2 separate regions of the Mus musculus genome follow, and region 2 is linked to region 1. The links are chromatin contacts, called in public Hi-C maps. All regions are on one chromosome and are shown on one strand. Each heading gives the region's core, a stretch centred on a gene start, on an enhancer-like site or on the middle of the called end of the contact. The rest is flanking DNA. Distances are from core to core; before and after follow the strand shown. Region 1 holds the start of Tbxas1 (thromboxane A synthase 1, platelet). Region 2 overlaps Tbxas1 (thromboxane A synthase 1, platelet).

Region 1 (7,501 bases), core at 2,391-4,890:
TCTGAAGATGGAAGCCATTCTCTCACTTCAGGTCCTTCTCCTCATTGTTGCAGGTCAGCCTTGTTACCTGTGAGGTCCTTTATGTGCTTGTGCTCAGCATGCAAACACTGGAGCCACTGTCCTTTCCCTACCTAGGCTCTTTCCTGGACTCCTCCCCCTCCCCCCATGTCCTCACTGTGCTGCAGGACACCATCAAGGGGAGAAGTTAGAAGGTCAGGCATTACCGTTGACATCCTTCATCCCCTAACCCAGCTCCCAGAATACAACTATCCATTATGCCTTTCCAGAGCCTCAAAGATAACTCTCCTAACCAGTTTCCATGCCTCCTGATTCACTCAGAGCATCGTCTCCTACTGTGATGACCCACAGCCTCTTGGCTGGACTCTTCCTCAAAGGTATAAACCATCCTATCTACCTGCTAATAGGTATTTCTAGAAGCATTGCTCACCTCTTCCCAGGGTTCCTCTGAGGTGATCTAGAGAGGCGCTTGCAGAGTGCTAAGGAGGTACCACACACTTTCTTTGCTCGGGGCTAGTCTGGCCTTGAGTGTTCCCTGAGGACGCCTCTTTTTGCCTCTGTCTTGCTTTTCTGTCAGAGACAGCCAAGCTTAGCACTGAGCAGCTGGGAACCTTCCACTGAGAAGCAAGGCACCTCTTCTCCACACATGCAGTTTTTAAACACAGGAATATGGAGGAAATACCACGGAATTTATGGAGGAAAAGCTTTAAAAAGAAACACAAGACTTAAGTCAAAACAGTTGACTCAACTTTGGGGAGATGTCTGCCTCAGGGTAGGAGGGGAAGGAGACGGAGTGTGGAGACAAGAGAAAAGCTCTGTGGGGTGCCTACTATGTGGTCTCAGTGCCCCTGACCCCCACCCCCAGCTCTCAGAATCAGGGGCCAGGAAGCCACGCTGCTCAGAGGTAACAGGGGCCAGGAAGCCACGCTGCTCAGAGAGGTAACACTTGCCTTTTCATCCAGCTATCCCACTTCTAAGAGATCCTGTAAAGTCAAGAAACTGGAAATGTGAATGACACTCTACAGAGGGTTGGCTAGTTGACTCCCCCAGTAACCATGGAATAGATCCATAAGTAGCTACGGATACCTTGCTCTGGATGTAGAAGTGACACACATCACAGAAGTGCAGACTTGAATACATCACAGTAGGTAAAATGGCATGGATATAAGAATTTTTTCCCACATGGAAAAAAATATTGATATATTAGGGGCAGTACTTTAATATGACAACAGAATGTCCCTACATTGCTTCATGAACTTCAAAAGTCTAATAAATCCTTGTTTATGTTACTTTCCTGCTGAAAATCCTTTAGGTCACTTATTTCTGACCCTACCGCTTCATCTTGGCTAGCTTGCTTCTCTTAGTCCTTGGTTATTATCTCTGTCCCGCAGCAGATAGAGAAAGGGTGTGGCTGTCTGTCTCAGTTTTCTATTGCTGTGATAAAGTACCATGGCCAAAAGAAACTTGGGGAGGAAAGGTTTATTTCATCTTGGAGTGCGCAGTCCATCATCCAGGGACGTCAAGCCAGGAACCAGAGGCAGGAACTGATGCAGAGATCATGGAAGAGTGTTGCATACTGGTTTGTTCTCCATGGCTTGCTTGTTCAGCCTGCTTTCTTATAGAACCCAAGAGTGTCTGGCCAGCATCACCCACAGTGAGCTGGGCCCTTCCACATCAATCTCCAATCAAGACCAGTTTTCCTATAGGCCAGTCCTTCGGAGACATTTTTTTTTTAAATTAAGAATTCCTCTTCCCCAATATGTTTTGGTTTGTGTCAAGCTGAAAGAAACCTACCAGGACACCATCTCTCCATAGCATTTGCAGTTTCTACAGATCGCACGTCACCTAGGGATACCTCCACACTTATTGTTATCCTTCGGGTGTGAGCAGCCCCTCAGAAAACTGGGTATCTCTGGCTGACCACTTGCATTCCATAACAATGGCAATGAGCATCTGGGGTCACATCAGGGGTGAGCGTACGTCATCCATAGGGTGATATAACAGACACATTCAGGACGGAATGGATGACCTGGCTTATACCACGACAAAACTATGTGACCTTATTCTAGTCCCTCTCCCTTTCTGGGGTTCTGTTTCCCTCTCTATAAATAACACTTTGCCACGATCAACATTTCTCAGAGCAAGTTCCTTAGAGTACTCCATCCGAGCTGTGTTAATAAATGCCCCTGAAGGAGGATTCTGTGGTCAAAGGCACTTGGGCTATGCTGCTGGCCACATCCCACTCAACATTCCCAGGGCATATCAGCAACTTCATAGCTCTGAATGGAGCTGCAGTAAATAAACTTACTGATTAATGTTTAGACCAGCCTTTCTCACACTTATCTCACCTTGGACGCCTTAGGGAGCACTGTGTGTGTGTGTGTGTATACACAAGTATATATGTTGTTTTTTCCACAGTGTTGCTCTGGCATGTGCACTGAATTCAGTCACATCTGAGGTTGTTCCTTCCCTGAGCATGGCCATAAACCTGCCGTTGCTCCAGTAGCACTAGCTGTCACTCTGCATGGTAGCTCCTTAATTTGAGCAGACTATCTGACCCTGTGGAGGAGAAGCCTACTCTGAGAGAGGAGAAAGAAAGATGGGGGGGGGTAGTTGAGGAAAAGAACAAGGCTCGTGGGTCTTACCGTAGTACTTAAAGCGCAGAAAGGTTTTCCCACCTCCAGGCCTCCACCCATGCTCTCTTTCTGCTTCTCCTGCAGCTCTCTACAGGACAAACTGCTTTCTCACAGGCAAATCTCAGTGATGGCTTTCCTCCCTAGAGTCTTCCCCACTATACCTCCTAGCAGGCCATCCCACAGGCTGTCCCCGAAGCTCCGTTTTGAGAACCTTCACAGCACTGTTCTGCACTGGTAATTATTCCTTCGTTTGTAGACTGTATATCCATCTGCAAAGAATCTTCTCCAGGGTTGGGGGCCAGCATCATTTGTGAGTATGGCGGATGCTGACCCCATATACACTCTATGAATGGCCGAATAACGTCATGGTGGGTGTTTTCCTGCTCACCCAACCTTTTTATCTGTCTTCAGGATGAAACACGCTGATGAATAAGCAAATAAAATCATCCAGTGTCTTTCATCAAATTAGACCAGAAGCTAGAACAGTCAACCCACACACGACTACGAGTGAGCTTTTACACAACCAACAACTCATGCTGAGAGCGCTCACCCGAGGTAAGATCTGTGGTCTGCACCAATACTGTGAGCATGCCTCTCCTCTCAGTCAGGAGCTTGCATCCTATAACCAATGCACTGGGAGGTGGTTGGCTACAAAGCAGATGATGCTGTCCACCTGGCCCCCAGAATCCATGGAACATTCAGAGTGCCCTGGCCTGTGTCACCACTGAAGTACAGATCGACAAAGGTGTAGAGAGGCAAATCTTGCAGGAGGTCTTTCTCTGAGGACGGCGTATTTGAGAAGCAGTCAATGGTTAACAACCATTTTGCTTCATGATGACCATGAGGCCCGCCTGTCTGCTCCTGTTTCTGGGGAAGCTAACATAAATGTTTATTGACAACACAGTCATCAAGAAAATAAAGTTGCTGATTCATTGCCCTGAAGCCCTTTGTTTCTCCCTCTGCTTCCTTCCTCTTTATAAAGAAAGGCACACTCTAAGAAAGAGCACTTTTGGGGGACTCACTTGATGGGATGTTCAGCTGACTACCTACTTCTTTCTCCACCACCTATATACAGATCAGGACTCCTATAAGGGCAGGAGAGCAGCACCCTCTTTCCTCCTGAGGACCACCCCTCCGGGGTCTCCGAGGAAAAATGGAAGTGTTGGGGCTTCTCAAGTTTGAAGTCAGTGGTACCATAGTGACTGTGACTCTGCTCGTGGCTCTCTTGGCCCTCCTGAAATGGTAAGTGTGGCCAACCACAGGGACTGCGACACTACAAATGTCAGCCCAGGAGCCTGTGGTGCCAGGTGGGGTATGCGGGCGTGTGTTTTTCTTCTTGTCTAATCTAGAGGGAGTTGAGTATTAACACGGCTTCGGAATTAAAAGCAAACAGCCAGGTTAATTTTTTGCTAAAATGCATGAGATTCAAGTGTCAGGAAATGCTGGAGACTCTGTGACTGGGAACGCTACACACAATTAAGTCTGAAAGAAATGGAAAAAGAAGCGGATTGGAAAGGCATCGGGGATGGCTAGAAGGGCTTTCTCCAACCCTGACGTACCTGCTCACCTTGTTTTTTGAAATCATTTCATGTTGAGTTTGCAACGAATTCAGCCTCTTGGCTCACATCAAGTTAAAGACATGGAAGCTCTTCGGCAAACAAACTTTACTGGGGACAGAGATGCCTGCAGGGTTAAGGACAAAGTGGTAGAATAAATTTCCCAATTTTCTAATATGTGGTAGAAGGGGATGGGTGCCAAATTAAGAGCCAGGTGTGGTGACAATGAAGCTGGGGACCCAGAAGGAATCTTAAACTTGTGCTACATACACTGTTGCTCTTTGTGTGTTTGTTAGTTCAACAACAGACCTTGTGTTTTAAAAGCTGGCCCCAATGGTGACTGTGAAGGACAGACCTCACAATGAGCTATATTTGTGTTTACCCAGCGGGGTCCTTACCTTTCCTGGAGATACCCATGGATTCCCAAACACTTGGATTTAGGTTGTCTCTGGGTTTTGAGGGGAAAGTGGAAAAAAAAAAGAAGAGCTGGAAGAGAGTTTCAATTTATGTTTCTAGTGGTAATAAAGCCACCCGTAGATTAATAGCTGGGAAGGCACTTTGAAAAACATCAAGCATTATGCAAATGTGAGGTATTATTCTTTTGGAATTTGCATAGCTGAAAGTGGAATGTGCGTTTGATGTTCTCTGATGATGATATGACTTATTGGAAATTGGCTCTGAAGCCCAGCATCGGGCCCAGTGCTCTTTTGGTTTTTAACTGGTTTGGTTATTTTTTTGAACTTTTCTGTCTCAGCATAGCTGATCTGGCATTGAAACCAGCCACGTGTGAAAACAAGAGCAAAGGGTAGTCCCTTGCCCCCGTCCCTAACAACCCACTTCAATGTGTTCTCAGTCTCTGTGGAATCCAAAACAAAGTATGTGGCATGCAGTAGGTGCATAATAGATGTCTACCACTATAATTTTCTCCTACTAAAAGCAGAGGAAAGCGTGATTGTGGGTGGGGAGGGATAAGACGAACACATGGGTAGTGTGTGCAAAGGCCTAGGTTTAAACCCCCACACTGAAAACGAGCCATCTTCAGTGGTTTGCTTTATGTGTCTTCTCACTTTTTATTAATGTTCTGGTTATGGGCTAGGGCTATAGCTCAGGTGGTAGAGAACTTGCCTGCATGCACGAAGCCCTGGGGTGGATCCCTAGTACCATACACACTGGGTTTAGTGACATTAATCTGTATGTAATCCCAGAACTGGGGCGGGGAGGAGGAGGGAATGCGTGGTAAGGGCAGGAAGATGAGAAGTTCAAGATCACTCTTAACCAACCCAGACTATATAAGATCTTGTCTCAGAGAGAGAGAGAGAGAGAGAGAGAGAGAGAGAGAGAGAGAGAGAGAGAGAGAGAGAGAGAGAGAGGAAAAAATGAAAAAAAGAAAGAAAGAAAAGAAATGCTTATCAATATTACTTTCTCTTCATCAGCCTATGTTCTGTGACGTTCAACGCCTTAGGCACCCGAGTCTTCCAGGTGGTCCTGCAGCATCAGTACCCCCTTATATGCATTTCTACATTGCCTCTCTGTGTCTTTTTCATTTCTGAATTCTTAACTCTCAGCTCTGCGCCTGACGTCTAGCAAGGCCTCAATAAATGTTTGATGAGCCACTGAGTGGGCTCGCACACGTTACCACTGCTCTGATCATGGAGAGGGCCCGTGTCTTGCCTGATAAGCTGCATAGCCGGGTGTTCCCAATCAGCTTTCCGCAGAGACTCATGGACATGCCACCCGGCAAGGCAGCTGTGCATGTGTAATCTACTCCCAGACCCTATTAATAACTGGGTTCAAAGACACCGAGTGAGGAGAGAGAGGCTCGGAGCACAGGTGGTGACTAGGAAGTAACAGTTAGCTTCCATTTGTTATCACAGAAATATTTATCGACTTGTTAATGTGTGCCAGCACGGTGGGAGGCCCGAGTATAAGGTCAGGGAACAGGAGATTTGGATCAAATGAGCCAGGGACGGGGAGACATGGCTGTGGTGGGGGTGGAGTGAGGCATGAGCTCAGTGCCTTCCAAGGTAAGGGGAGGAAGCATCGGTGAGTGCGGCCGCAGTCATGGTACCCTTATATGTGTGCCTCCATCCAGCTTAATAACAGCCATGATTGGGCTCCTTATGTTCCTATTCCAGGCAAGACTTAGGCAGCCATTAGAAGCAGCCCCAGCTTGGCTTTGGTAGGGCTTCCCACCCTCAGGCTACATCTCCTGTGTGGGAGGGGCTGTGTCTCTAGTGGAGGGGGCCAAAGGCCATGAATCTGAGGTATAGAGAGACCACCACAGTCATCTTAGATCCAAGAGTGTTTGTAGAGAGTCTCTGCGGAAAGCTGATTGGGAACACCCGGCTACGCAGCTTATCAGGCAAGACGCGGGCCCTCTCCATGATCAGAGTGTCCTACTGGGCTGTCTTCCGGGGGTGGCTTGCCTTTTGGTATCTGGCACAAAATGTCGTCATCTATAAAGTTCACAGTTGAGAACTATGCAATTCTGTTACAAAAGAAAACCACACACACACACACACACACACACACACACACACACACAAAACCCTCGTGTTTTAAGTGAGTTTAATGTTTTTCTGTTGGGCTGAAGTCACAGATATCCTTGACCATAGGTGGTCCATGGGATACGCCTAACTGGCCTGCTTTAGGTGTTCCAGGGAGACTGCAACTGAGAGTCTAACTGCTGAGTAGAAGAAAGCACCAGGGACCCTGGATCTTGTCACCTCAAGTCCGTGAATTCTTCAAGGCCCTGTGCAGAATCTCTCTCATTGTGATTCCAGAAGCTTGAGCTATGGCGTGCAAACACTGCTAATGTTTGGCTGCATGACGTCAATTTGACAAGTCCTTATTTATCAGCTCCAGACTCCCAGTTTGGCCTCTCCACTCCATCTCCTCAGTGTCTCCCAACACCCTGTGCATTGGTCACACCAAACCTCGAAGTGCTGGGTGTCCCATGCTGCACAGGGCCAATCTCCTTGCTTAGAAAACCTGTCCCTCTGCTCCTCCCTTCAACACTAAGCTTGGGGGTGTGATCTTGCTGGAGTGTTTCCTTTCTTCCTCCAAAGCCACCGAGAAGCCCCCCCCCCAAGCTTTTAGCAGCCTCTTCATTCCCATTCCTTTTGCTCACAATGCCTGCCACATAGATGTCTAATGAATGCTGGCAGAAGGCCCCGAGTCTCTGCCAGTCCTTTCTCCCTTGGCCTTCTGTTAGACTTCATGGCTGTGAAATCCACACCTTTTGCCATGAGCCTCTCTTGCTTCCTGAAGACCTCACATGTGCCAGGTGAG
Region 2 (7,501 bases), core at 1,950-4,449, 55 kb after region 1:
GGCCTCTGAGCCACAGACTCAGAAGTAGATCGTTGCCTGGACCTGTGACTCCTGGCAGACAAGCTTAGGGCCTTTTGGGAAACACAGGAAGCCCCCACCCCCACCCCGGGGAACCCAGACACTATACCATTGCAGTGGTCCCTTTCTCATAGAGCAAGCCCCACCCATGTTGCTGTGGGTGTGGTTGGGGTGGGGGTGGCTAGGAAAGCATGTAGAAGGCGGCATGAGCTTGAGAAAGAACAGGGCAAACCATAATGAGGTTTCCTCTTCTTGAGGCCTACCCTGGTGGATCCATGATTCTCTGACCTTTTCTGGGATGGCTTCGTATGAGACTCCAGACCCCATTAGCCTCCCTGTTGTCACTAATGCTTAGAAACCTACCTAGCGACCAACATGCATATTCCTAGCAGTCAGCAGGACTGTTCTCAAGAAGGGTGAAAACCTGCTTTAATCTAACACTTGGGATGTTGACCAGACATAGAGACAGTGGCCTAGATTCTGAAGGGTTTACCCAGTGTCTCCAAACAGATCCAAAAGCAATGCCCCCTGCCACCAACCCTCTGCTCACCATCCTTGCTCAAAGTGGGACGGGCACCCACTTTGTGTCCTTGACTCTTCAGGCTTGTGCACTGATCTTCCAGTGATAAAAGATAGCAGGGATGGCTGTCCTATCTCCACAATGCTCCCCATTGGCCCTTCTTTAGAATTGTCTGCTCAATAGTGATGTCCCTGTCTGTGTGTAGCACTGAGATGACAGTGGTGGCAGAGGCCACCATTCCTCCCCTCAACAGAGTTTCACTGCTGTCTCTGCTCAAAGAAAGTTATCATCTGGTTTGGAAGGGAAACACAGACACTGCCTGTGTTCTGAATAGAATTGCACCCCCCCCACACACACACACACACTCATGTGTTTAAATATTTGGCCATAGGGAGTGACATGTCCTTCTGGAGGAAGTATGTCACTGTGGGAGTAGGCTTTAAGGTCTCATATGTCCAAGCCACTCCCAGTGTGGCTTGCAGTCTTCTTCTGCTGCCTGCAGATCAAGATGTAGAACTCTCAGTTCCTTCCCCAGCACCATGTCTGCCTGTGTGTTGCCGTGCTTCCCACCAGGATGAGGGTGGTCTAAACTTCTGAAACTGTAAGCCAGCCCCAGTGGAATGTTTTCCTTTACAAGAGTTACCTTGGTCGTGGTGTCTCTTCAGAGCAATAGAACCCTAACTAAGACACTGTCCAAGGTGCATGAGAGATCTTGGTAGGAAATGATAGTACTCCCAAAACAGAGCAGGAATGGAACATGGGGTTCAGGCTGCGAGCACTAAAGCTTTTGGGGGGAGTTGGCACTTGACTGTGGCCTTGTGGGAAGCATAAGGAACAAAAGGGAAGGTGAACTCTACTTGGTAAGAACCATCAGGGAAAGTCTTGAAGACAGGAGCGGTGGGGAAGGATGCAGAAAGCTGCTGTTAAAGGAGACAGAGATGGTCCACAGCTCATCACACAATAGAGTCCTGGCTTCTAGGCTCAGGATGCTGGTGATTGTCTTTACTCAAAGCTATGGAGTTGTTTAAAGCAGGTCTTGCAGGCTGTACTCCTGACTGACGATGAGACGGGCTTGGGGGATGGCATGTCTGCGAGGATACCTACCTGTCTGCGATGGGAGGAAGACAGGAGCTGTCAGGGTCCTCTCCAGACAGGACAAAATGGTCAGACACATCTACTGTCAGTGGATGCTGGCTTTCAGGTGTCAATGCTTCCTATAGCTGAAGGAATAGCACTAGCTGTCTCTGCAGTAGATGGCAGACCATTCCCTGAGGAGACCTCTGGGAAACCCATCTCAGGATCTCCACAGCATGGAAACTGGTTGAGATGATATTTTGGCAGAAGCCTTGGCTTGAGGTCAAAGGTGGTTTGAGGATTCTATGCATCCAACTCCCCACAGTGACACTTTGTCCCTCTCGATCTAAGACTGTATGCTAGCCCCAGAGAGGAGTTACACAAGCTAGGAAGACAGTCAGGGGGTCAGTAGAAAGGGTGTCCCTTTAACTGACAACTATGTTGTTAGAACATGAGTCTTATTGTTGGACCTAGCAACTCAGAGAACAAGAGTGGTAAGTAATTCTTTTGGCTCACCAGATGCTGTAAAGGAATCCATGAACTTTGGTAGGAAAACAGAAGGGCTCTGGTTAAAGGCCAAGGAACTGGCACTTGTTTCAAATAATGGAAACCCATCAGAGCTTACAGAGAGTGCAGTGACATACTCACCTTCTGTCCCCTGAAGGTAGGTTTGGCCTTCGTGGGAATTGGCCTTGTAGAAACAGATGCCCACCCCCACCCAACCACCCACCACCCTGCTGAGAGCCACTGCAAGTAAAAGCAGCAAAGCTCAAATACAGTTGGCATGAGGGTTAGAAAGTGATTCCAGTACCTTCCACTTGTAATATGGAAATTATAGCTTCTCTCTAGCACTGAGGGGCTGCCATACCAAGAGGAGCAGCTAGCCCAGGGGCCATTAACCCAGGGGAAGCTGCTAACCCAGGGTAGCTGTGAGTCCAGGAGTCGCTGCTTAAGCCAAATGTCCAAGAGCAGCTAACTCTCATTAACTTTCTCTGGACTTCTTGGAATTTGTGAGTCGCATTCATTGCCAGAGCACACGGCCACCTTTTCCCGTGGGGCTTCCTGATATTTCTGTATCTGGCCAAGGTGAGGTGGAGGCCCTGACAGCGACTGCCGTGTAGCATCTTTTACTGCTAGGAAGTAAGGCGGCTGTTGCCAAGGCATGGATTTGTTAGATACCTGGTGTCTAGTGGTGCATGGCAGGTCCTGTCAATCATGCACATGTTCAGATCCCTTCTGCTGATGTGGGGGTGTCAGGCCTTTATCGGGAACCTGCTCATCCCCTCATGGGCACCCATAAGTTCATTTCTCATAGTCAGGGGCCATCACCGTTCACTGTCCACACTAATAGCAGCTTCATTGCTGACCAACTTCCTGCTGACCTTCACCATGACCTCAAAGTAGACATGATTTGTTCAAGGTAGCAGAGCTATTAATTACAAACAAGGCCTGGATCTGAGTCCCCAAGGCTCCAGTGCCCAAAGACACAGCACTGTCACCTCAGCCCTGACCCCTGACAGCCTCAGTAGGCCAACCCAGCAACACCCCACTTCCTACTTCTTCCAAAAAGTCACGAACACACTTCAAAATCCTGAGACATTAAAGAAACAACGACTGAGAAAAGGGGAAGTGGCCACAATTCTCTGCTTCAGATACACACCCAGTATATTTTTCTCCAGACTTGCAAGAATTTGTCAGCTGGGTGCCTGGCAGAGTATGTGCTCAATAAACACTTCTTGAATGTACTAATTAATGCTGGAGTTGACTGTTATTTATTAACAGGCCCACAGTGCTATTTTTACAAGGCACACTTCCATCTAGTTGTGGAGCCTGGGCCTTTCCATATGACTTTGAGTGACATGTCCCCACTGCTATCCCGTGAACAGCCCCATAGTTTGGTCACCTCTACCAGAGGTAGGCCTTCTGGAACAAGGCCAGGCAGCCCCCAGGCTAATGCTAACAGTCTTGCTTGTCATGATTCCCAGAAAGAAGGCACCAGTGCTATTTTGGTTAGACTGGTCAGTGGTGGTTTTGTGTGTGTGTGTGTGTTTTAAGAGAAAAATAAAAGAAAACCACCAATTAAGCAAGTCAAATAAGTGTTATTTTTAACTGCACAATACTTCATTGGTTCGCCTACATTTTCTCTTCAACCAGGTGCTTTGGGGTTGAATAAGCACATTATTATGTGCATAAATAAATATAAATGAATAATTGGTTATGAATTTCTTGCCCCTATAGTAGTCAACGTGCAACTTGGATTAGCGGGGAGTGAGCCCTCACCTCCTTCATTAGGCTGGAAAGGAGTTTCTGGTCCATTAAGCAAGAATCTGTTCTCCAACTGCACCTTTAAAAGACACAGTTAGCTGAGGGGGGGGAACGATACAGACAATATGGCTGGAATCTGCCTGGCCCCTTTGCACACCTGCTTGCTCTGGATTTCACAGACCAGGCTAGTCTGGGGAGAAAGGGAAGGTTGGCCATCTTGGAGAGACGGACACCTCTGAGGCAGGGTCAGACGGTCCTTGTCTTGGGCAAGTCTTAGTTTCCTGTTCTAGAAGTGAGTAGGATGGCTTCCTCTTCCATTTTCTTCAAAACTTAATGTGGTGGTGGAACTAGTGTAGGAGGCTCAGAGCCAGGCAGGAAGCAAGCACCAGTGCTAATGACTGTGACCACAAAGGTTCTGAGGAAGACCCACAACCTAGCCACACATCACTGACCAGTTTCATGGTTTGGGACGTTTCTTTGCACCCTATTGGCTTCACTTTCAAGAATCGTATTTCCTTCTAAATTAATAGGATTGATAGGATTAAATCAATAGGGAATTATAATAATCACCTAGATTTTACTCCCAGGTTTCAGCTGCAACATAGTCTGAAGAGTTTGTGTCTAAAACTGTCCCCCACAACAGGTGACAGGTGAGCATGGCTCCCACCTGCTGAGCACACCACCTCAGGGAGCAGGAAACAGGGGGCAGGAAAATACATACCATTCATTCTGTTTCCTTTTGCTATCACCAAACACTTCAGACTGAATGAGTTATAAAGAAGAAAGGTTTCTCCAACTCACAATACTGGAGGCAGAGAGGCTCTGACCAGATGCACATGGACATTCCACGCAGAGTCCTAAGATGATACAAAACACCACATGGTGAAAAGAGTTCACCCTGGAGATGGTGTACCAAAGTGGCCTTTATAACGGATCTGCTCTCAGTGTCACCCATTAACCCATCTATTCTTAGCCTTTGTGGTCTAATTAGCCCCTGAAGGGCCTGCCTGTATACACCTCTGAAGGCATCCCTCCCGATGAAGATTAAATACAGGGAAGGTTTTTGTGGAGACATTTAAACCAAAGTGCATACTAAAAAAAACACAGAGAGCAGATTTCTGAACTCCGTAGGGTGGGAGGGCGGCTTCCCCAGGAGAAGTGGTAAGCAGACTCATGTGGTAGAGCCATTCCAGACTCCAGAAAGGAAGGCCGCAACTCTGGAAGTAAAATACATTTTTCTCTATTTAAGATCTTGCCAGGAGCTCCTCAAACTACAGATGAGCATTTTTATAAGCATAAATTCACAAGATTACACAATTTACATGTAAAATGGGGCCAGTTTCCTCCCGAGGTTCATAAAGCAGCTCTGAGGCAATTCTAAAGGAATTGTTGCAAAATTGGTTTTAGCATTAGTAATATTACTAGAAAAATATGGAAAGACTCCCGTGGCGGCTCCTTCCACCAGAATATACAAGTATTATTTTGCTTTTTAAAAAAAAATTCAAAGGGTGTACAAAATTATTTTGATCATAAGAAACTCAATACAAATATCTTGCCAAAATATGAGTGTCTCCCAGAGTCTAACTAGTTTTCTTTTACATCTAAGGATTTGGGGAAATACAAATGGGCATTGTCCTCTGTTCATAGATCAGGGCGGGGTCCCAGTCTGTTCATTGTCCATGGCATCAGAATCCCCAGGGAGCTTGTTAAAATAAGAGGTGACTGGTCCCACTCCTGCCCAAGACTAGGGCCTGGTAGGCCTGGGTGGGGCCCATCTTTCTTTGAATGCTCCGTTCTTGGTTTTAGCCAGCTGCTAAGGTTCTCAGTGCTGTTGTGGGAGGGTGGCCCCATGTTCTTGCATCAGAATCTGAGAGCAAGTATTTATTGTAGGTTTCTGGGGCCCACCCAAGCTTGGTAGAACAGGCTTGGCTGGGAACAGGGCAATGTCTTTAAACTTCATCAAGCTCCTGAATGACTTGTAAGAAATTATCTTAAGTTTGAAAGAATTATAGATGCATGGGAATTTGCAAATAAATAAACAAGAAAAATGCACAGGGAGGTCCAGTGTCTTTTTTTCCTAGTTTACACCTTGGCGATCTACAACACATGCAGGTAAAACTATAACTAGCTATCAAAACCAGCAGGTGGAACTCAGTTCATGCACAGGGATTATTCAGATTTTATGCAATTATATTGCACATATGGGTGTGTATGCATAGAATATGTATGTATGTGTGTGTGTCTCTCTCTCTGCCAATACTGTAGTTTCAACTGCTATAGTCAAGTTGCTGGTATACTCATTTCTCTTGCTTCTTTCTTCAAAAAAAAATCAGTTATTCTTAATCTTTTGTCTTTCCATACAAATTTGAGAGTAAGTTTGTCTTTGCTTACATTAATTCGTGTAAGGAAATTACATTAATTCGGGAGGAAAGGCATCACATCTGCAGGTGGTTTAAGGAGGATTGGACCTTTATAGTGTTTTCCAACCCATGAACATCGTTTGTCTCTGCATTTACACATGGGTTCTTAGATTTCTTTCATCAACAGTGTGTGTGTGTGTGTGTGTGTGTGTGTGTGTGTGTGTGTGTGTGTTGTTTTGCTTGTTTTATTTTGATAGGAACTAGATCTAGGACCTCATGAGCTAGGAAAACATTCTTCCACTAGGTTCCATGGTAGGTTGGTTCTGTGTGGATTTTCTCTAAATGTCCAAAAAAGTCATCCATACTATAGTCGCTTGGATGGGATTTCCTGTAGGCTTAGGTGGTGGTGCTGTTTGGTGAGGCTTAGAAGATGGGGTCTTGCTGGAGGCAATACATCACTGGTTGGGGACAGGAATTTAAAAGTTTAAATCTTTCCACCACTTCTGGTTAGCTCGCCCTGCTTTGTGCTCTCAGGTGAGGATGTGAGCTCTCAGCCTCCTGCTCTGGCTTTCATGCCATGATGAACTCTTATCCATCTGGAGCCATAAGCCAAACTAGGTTCCTTCTTGTATGACTTGCCTTGGTCATAATGTTTCATCACAGCAGTAGAAACATAACTAATACATGTGTGCGTGTGAGTGTGTGTGCATGTGTGTGTGCATGCCTGCATATGTGTGTGTATGCCCGTGTCCTTGTGTGTGTACATGCATGCATACATGTGCTGAACTATGTGTGCAAACCTGTAGAGGTCAATTATGAGAGACGATTCTCTCCTTTCATTATGTAAATCCTGTGGATTGAACTCAGGTCATCAGACTTGCTGAGCCATTTTGCTGGCCCAGTTTTCTTTCTTTCTTCTTTAATGAGACGAAATTGGGATTTATTAAGAAGGAATTTTGGTAAAGGAAAGTGGATGTTGATTAAGAACAAAGATGACAGCTGCTGTGGTGTATGAGTATTTTTACACATTGCTGGATTTGATTTGTTGAAGATTTTTGTGTCTAAGACACACAAGATGCGAGGCCATGCAGCTCTCCTTTGCTGTCTTCATCTGGGTATCAAGATAATACCTATCACCTTTGGAAGTGACGCTGAGCCATGTTTCAAGCTTTTACTTTCTAGAAGAAATTGCCAAGAGGCATTGTTACTTGTTTGTAAATGTTCAGAAGAGTTCTCTACTAAAACCATCTGGGCCTGGAGATTC

Evidence for each region. A called contact is a pair of places that touch in the nucleus more often than the background predicts.
Region 2: a Hi-C map of the HPC-7 cell line shows a contact between it and region 1, with 3 times the contacts expected there. The contact joins the enhancer-like site here to the promoter of Tbxas1 in region 1. A contact is called at or near these places in 1 of 39 promoter capture datasets (macrophages), 7 of 484 Hi-C or Micro-C datasets (ECoMG-derived neutrophils, the HPC-7 cell line, the N1E-115 cell line and 4 more), 10 of 115 datasets of contacts at active chromatin or transcription factors (the HPC-7 cell line, acute myeloid leukemia, bone marrow-derived macrophages and 5 more) and 3 of 9 other capture datasets (adipose tissue, liver and pancreatic islet).

What each region holds. Positions count from the first base shown.
Region 1 is chr6:38,915,346-38,922,846 of GRCm38.p6, forward strand. Tbxas1 (thromboxane A synthase 1, platelet) reads left to right here and starts at 3,641. Exons shown (of 13, transcript NM_011539.3): 1 at 3,641-3,896. The coding sequence starts at 3,808.
Region 2 is chr6:38,970,847-38,978,347 of GRCm38.p6, forward strand. All of the region lies in intron 3 of Tbxas1 (thromboxane A synthase 1, platelet), which reads left to right. Among named protein-coding and RNA genes, the nearest start is that of Gm52859, 8.7 kb to the left of the region's middle. Within about 2 kb of position 3,200, at least 80 of the 459 cell types and tissues checked have an H3K27ac peak or open chromatin away from gene starts, as enhancers often do. A contact at or near this core is called in ECoMG-derived neutrophils, the HPC-7 cell line, acute myeloid leukemia and 5 more, where this site is marked.